2 separate regions of the Zea mays genome follow, and region 2 is linked to region 1. A link is a contact called in public Hi-C data. All regions are on one chromosome and are shown on one strand. Each heading gives the region's core, a stretch centred on a gene start, on an enhancer-like site or on the middle of the called end of the contact. The rest is flanking DNA. Distances are from core to core; before and after follow the strand shown. Region 1 holds the start of LOC100273657 (BCL-2 binding anthanogene-1). Region 2 has its middle 36 kb from the start of BA1.

Evidence for each region. A called contact is a pair of places that touch in the nucleus more often than the background predicts.
Region 2: a contact with region 1 is called in a Hi-C map of tassel, with 4 times the contacts expected there. The contact joins the enhancer-like site here to the promoter of LOC100273657 in region 1. A contact is called at or near these places in 6 of 25 Hi-C or Micro-C datasets (bundle sheath, ear, endosperm and 3 more).

What each region holds. Positions count from the first base shown.
Region 1 is chr3:188,039,102-188,041,923 of Zm-B73-REFERENCE-NAM-5.0, reverse strand. It overlaps LOC100273657 (BCL-2 binding anthanogene-1), which reads left to right and starts at 1,500. Exons shown (of 4, transcript NM_001148071.1): 1 at 1,500-2,005; 2 at 2,808-2,822. The coding sequence starts at 1,834.
Region 2 is chr3:188,152,410-188,155,165 of Zm-B73-REFERENCE-NAM-5.0, reverse strand. No RefSeq gene overlaps it. Among protein-coding and RNA genes, the nearest start is that of BA1, 36 kb to the left of the region's middle. Within about 2 kb of position 1,490, at least 2 of the 20 cell types and tissues checked have an H3K27ac peak or open chromatin away from gene starts, as enhancers often do. A contact at or near this core is called in tassel, where this site is marked.

The DNA.
Region 1 (2,822 bases), core at 251-2,750:
ATGCAGCAAACGTGTTTTCAAAACTCTCGCCATGAGACTTGGCGAATGGTTTATTGTGAGATGCAATGAACATGTTTTCAAAATTTTTACCATGAAACTTGATGAATGGTTCATTGTGGGATGCAATGAACGAATTTTCAAAAGGTTACTATAATGTAACGATTCACCATGGGACTTGATGAACGTTTCATTGTGGATATAATGAACGTTGAAGTTATTGGTTTGTAAGGGATTTTACTAAACATAATGTTTTATAAAAAGAGGGTTAGAATGCTTTTCAAGCACAAATAAAACTTGATCAACTAAAAGCAACCGCTCAAGCTAGCCCACTATATAGCCAACCCACTTTTACCAAAGTGAGGTACTTGTTGAGTGCGAAAGTACTCACTCTAGCCTTTTCCACCCCTGTCCTATGTACTTTTTATATCTATATGGAGAACATGTGTCCTGAACTTAGAAATTTTAGGACTACGACGAGTTCTAGGCTTGAGATTGGAAGGTCTACTGGTGGATTTAAAACAGTATCGCGATTATGTAATAAATACTCTATTTTGATATAATAAAGCATTGTGTTTTGATATAGTCTATTATATGACATCGCTATACATGTGATTCTTGATCCGATTACATGTATTGTGGGTATTCGGTTTTATCCTTAAAGCTGTGTGCCAGATTTGCACTTCGCTTGTTTCGATCATGATCCTAATTTTGTACTAATAATACCCGAAAGATATAACCGATATGCAGTCATATTAAATGGTATTAGTATAGAAGCTAATGTCGCTATTATGGATGTATTTCACGATGAAATGACCATAGTACTTGCTCTTGCTTAGGACTAGCATGCAATGGAAATTAGTCTTCATTTGATCTCATGAGTATTTATGTGAAAATATTGCATTTGCTTAAAAACATTTTTGTGAATAAATATCAATAGAACACGTATAGCATATAAAGTAGATATTTTCAAACGATCTCAAGGGCAAATTAAAGAGGTCATCCCAACCAAAATCTTTAGATCTGGAACTGTCGTGTACCTTAAATTAACAATTTGTGAATATTAGATTTACCATAAAGCTGTTACGCAGTAAATCTCAAATCCACATTCACTTTTTTTTAGACGCAGGCGCAGCCGAGATTGAACAAGCAAAGGGTCCTACACTAGAATTGACGAGTCCTTTGTACCGGGCTGGGAGCCTGGGATAGCTGCTCATGATATTGCCCGTTGCGAAGTGCAAAAAAAAAACACGAAAGCCACACCACGAAGCGGATGATTCATCCAAACCAAAATTTCACGTGGGGGACGGGGCCAACCGAGCGCCGCACAACCTCTCGAGTCTCCACCGAGTTCTCGACCATGCCACGAGGCCGGCCCTAATGAGGCCCGGTCCTCGCCGACCCCATAAGCTCTCTCGTGGGGACCGTCCTATCCACGGCGGACACGGCGAGTCAGCACAGCAACAGCGCACAGCAGCACACGGTATCCGTCCCGGGCCGGAGCCAACTCCCCAAGCCAGTCCAGTCCTTCCGTCCACCCATCCATCGTCCCCGCCTGCACCTCGCGAGCATCCAAAGCTGTACTTGCGGCAAGTTCTCGCAAAATCCTACTCCCACCGCCGACTCGTACCTCCGCTCCCCTCCTCCCCAACCCTTCCACGCTTGCTTCTCCGGGAGGGAAGGCACACGGGAGGTCGCCCCGCCACCCATCGCAAAAGCCACGCGCCACCAAACTCTTTTTTCCCTCACCCAGTCGCTTTCGCGTTCAGCGCGAGCTGAGCCAGCCAGTGGGTCGGTCGCTGGAGGCGGAGCCATAAAGGCGTCAGCGACGGCAGCATGATGAGCGGCAGATCGGGCGGGAGGGACGCCGAGGGCGAGTGGGAGGTTCGGCCCGGCGGGATGCTGGTGCAGCGCAGGGACGGTGAGGCGGCCGGCCCCGTCATCAGGATCAGGGTCTCCCACGGCGCCAACTTCCGCGAGGTCGTCGTGCCGGCGCAGGCTACCTTCGGTACGCTAGCCAACCCTGTTCGTTAGTCGTTACTGATCCCTACTCCCTTATGTCGCATATTCGCTTTGGCGAAGATGTATAGGAGGAATTGGGTTTTGGATCTTGACATGTCAACTGACAATCTAGTGGATTTTAGTTTAAGTCAACACGATTTTTCAGTTCTTTCTCCCAGTCCCAGCTATTGATTTTAGATTCCAGACGAGTCTAGACGAACAACAGATGGTTCTCGAATGTTTTCATGTCAGGATGAAAAGTGCTTACGTACTTGATGAATCGATCATGACCCTGCTCCGGCAACTTTACCGTGCTGAACGGCGACAAGATACCTACTAACTGTTATCGGTTAGCTTTTCGTACTAATCCTTGACCATCTGTTTCAATGTTATAGAAGTAGTAGTACTTATACCATCCATTGATCCATAAGTAGTACTAGTTATTCTTCTTATTGATAACACTAGCGTTTAAAAATGAACAAGCCGGCGACAAATATTCGAGAACGGATGTAGTACATTAATAACACCTGGCCAGTTGTGATGATCAAACATCAATTGGAACCTCATTGGCTTATAGCCTCACGTGCAATGGGACAAACCATTACATCACCTAGTAGGTCTTTACATGCGCGGGGAGCATTTTGTCAGTCAATCTGTATACAGTTTATCATTGGAAAGAAGCAGATACGATTACCTTTACCCCCAAATAATCAATAAACCTGCATAAATGATTCTTGCTTCTGCATTGATTGCTTGAAGGTGCTGGTTTACAATATTCTAATAGGCACTTTGTAATTTTGTATATGAAGGTGAGTTGAAGAGGA
Region 2 (2,756 bases), core at 241-2,740, 110 kb before region 1:
GGGGTTTGTGTGCATTTGTCCGGCGAGGATTAGCGTGATCCGTCCCTGTGGAAAGCTCGGGTTTGCCAATCATGAACGCCGGCCGGCCGGACTGCGCCAATACCTACCCCGCACCGAACTTTTCTACTGGCCCTGGCCGTGACGTTCCAGGAAGCTTGAACAGTGTGCGTGAACGGTCAGTGGCGCTGCTGCAGGCGCGATGGATGGAGCCCCTGCCCTGCCCAGCGCACGCGCACAGTCTCCCTCTCCCAGCGAGAACCCGGGACCGTACGCGTACGGAGACCTCGGCGTCGCGTCTGGGCCAGGCAGGAGAGGAGCGTGAGGTCCGCCACATGTGACATTCCTGTCCTGCGTACGTACGCGCGCTCTCCCTCCCGGCCCTAGGGTTGTGTTGCGTGAGTAGGGTGCGTCTGTGTGACGTGACGTGGCCGGCCGCCCGGGACGAGTGTGGCTGACGGTTCAGCAGTGAGATCGACGGAGAGAGAGGCACAGCGATGGATCGCCCCCTACCTGCTCCCCCACTGCAGCAGTGCAGTGCCGTTTCAGATCTCAGCAGTGGGCAAGCGCTCATGAGCTCATGATAGGAAGTCCCGGCCGGGAGAGTGCGGGCCGCGGGACCCAGACGCGTACGTGCCCGTCCCGTCCGTCGTCGCGTCACCGCGCCCGTACGTACTCCGCGTCTTGTGTCTCCTCCACCTCCAGTCCCTCCACGGCCCAGAGCAGCAGACCGCGGCTCTCCCCTCCTCTCCTCGCCTCCCTTCTTCCCCTTTGGCGACTCCCTGCGCAGGGCCGGTCGTGCTGGTCTCCCGCGCGTCTCCCTCTGCAGTGCCGTGTGCCGTGAGCAGGGCGGCCGGGCGTGCGTGCGTCTGCGTCTGCGTCTCCGTCTGCTCGCGGACGGCGCGCCGGCAAGATTTTGCTCCTGTCTCTGTCTGGCCACCGCGCGACACGGTGCCCAACGTTCATGACCCGACTGCGCGCATCCGCGGTACGGCCGGCGGCCATCCCGACCTAGCTCCATCGCCCACCCATCGCATCGCACGCACGCACACGGCGGCCATCCCGACCTAGCTCCATCGCCCACCCATCGCATCGCACGCACGCACACCCGGACCCGGTCGTTCGCCGCTGGGCAGGCCACGCGGCCTCCATCCGACCCGTTCAGACCCTGGCTCCTGCGGCCCGAGCCGCGCAGGTAGGCGCGTGTGAAAAAAGGCCTTCTCAGTCATCCACAGCTTTGGCCCACGCTGTTTCAGACAATGTTTCTTCTTCTCTTTTTATAAAAAAGAAGACACTCAAAAGAATGTTTGTTCATAATACTTGATCTCGTAGTGTTCAAATTATATTTTGAATTTGTTGTTATTCTCACTTTTGAAGGATTATCGAAACGTTTTTGTTCATCGGCCTGTTCACAAGTCACAAGCTAGGCGTGGTAGCCCTGGTTTTTCTATAGTGCTACGCAGCCTACGCCCTCGTCTCAATGTTTTTTATAGTCTTTTCTTCCACTGATCTGCCACCGCCCACCGGCATTGCCGTCCTGCAAAGACTCCAACACGCCAACCACTGCACACGTGACCTTCCGATGGAACCCTTCGCTAGTCCACCCATATCACTGGCTACGGGTATATTTTATTCGAGTCTACTAGTATCTCTGTTCACATAAAATATAATTCAAGGTTTATTTGCTTGGGAGTAAGAGGTAGTAATTAAGCCCCTTTAATCCACTCTATTCTTTTAACTCCCCAAAGAGAAATTTAATCCCTCGAGGTGTAGCCGGACCACCACAAAAAAGTGCACGAGTACATCAAAAGTCGCTCAAAGGTGCAGTCGGATCAACACAAAAAGTGTGCGAACACACCTAAGGGTGCAAAATCATCCTAGAGACACAAAAAATCCAAACAAAAGTTGTCCAAGGGTGCAGCCGGATCAACACAAAAAGTGTGCGAACACACCTAAGGGTGCAAAATCATCCTAGAGACACAAAAAATCCAAACAAAAGTTGTCCAAGGGTGCAGCCGAATCAGAAAAAAAAAAGTATGCAAGGACCCCTAAAATCACGAAGTCAACTCATAAACGCAAAATTCCACGCAGAAAAATGCCCAAGGGTGCGCCGCACCGACACGAAATTGTGTAAGGACATCTAAGCGCAATATACAACAACGCAGTGTCGAACTCAGCAGACAAGCAAAAAAGAACACAATCATCATTCGGCATAGGGGGTGAGGGCAACGTTCCGCATCCAAATTGCGGATCGATGACTACATGCACAAAAGAAAACCGAAGGGTATCATACTTAGTTTACAAAACCAACATGTCATAGGGGGGCTACAAGAATCCTCCTTCAAAATGAGAACATGTCTCCCTAAAAGTCGTCTAGAGGAGAGTAAATAGGGAAACCTGAAATTTATAACTTTAAACACGCACTAAGGTCGGAGGTTAGTGTTCGAGTAAAACTTAAGTCGTAAAGAGAGGGAAATCAAATCAACCAAGAAATAAGGTGAGTGAACACGGTGATTTATTTTACCGAGGTTCGATTCCAAAAAATCTAGTCCCCGTTAAGGAGGTCACAAAGACCGAGTCTTTTCTAACCTTTTCCCTCTCTCAAACCCTGTGAGCCTTCTTAGACCGAGTGAGCCTTCTTCCTTAATCTCACGGGTCACTAAGACCCTGCAAGGACCACCACACACTTGGTGTCTCTTGCCTCGCTTACAAAGCACTTGAGAATAAGAATAGGAAAAGAAGAAAGGCAATCCAAGTCA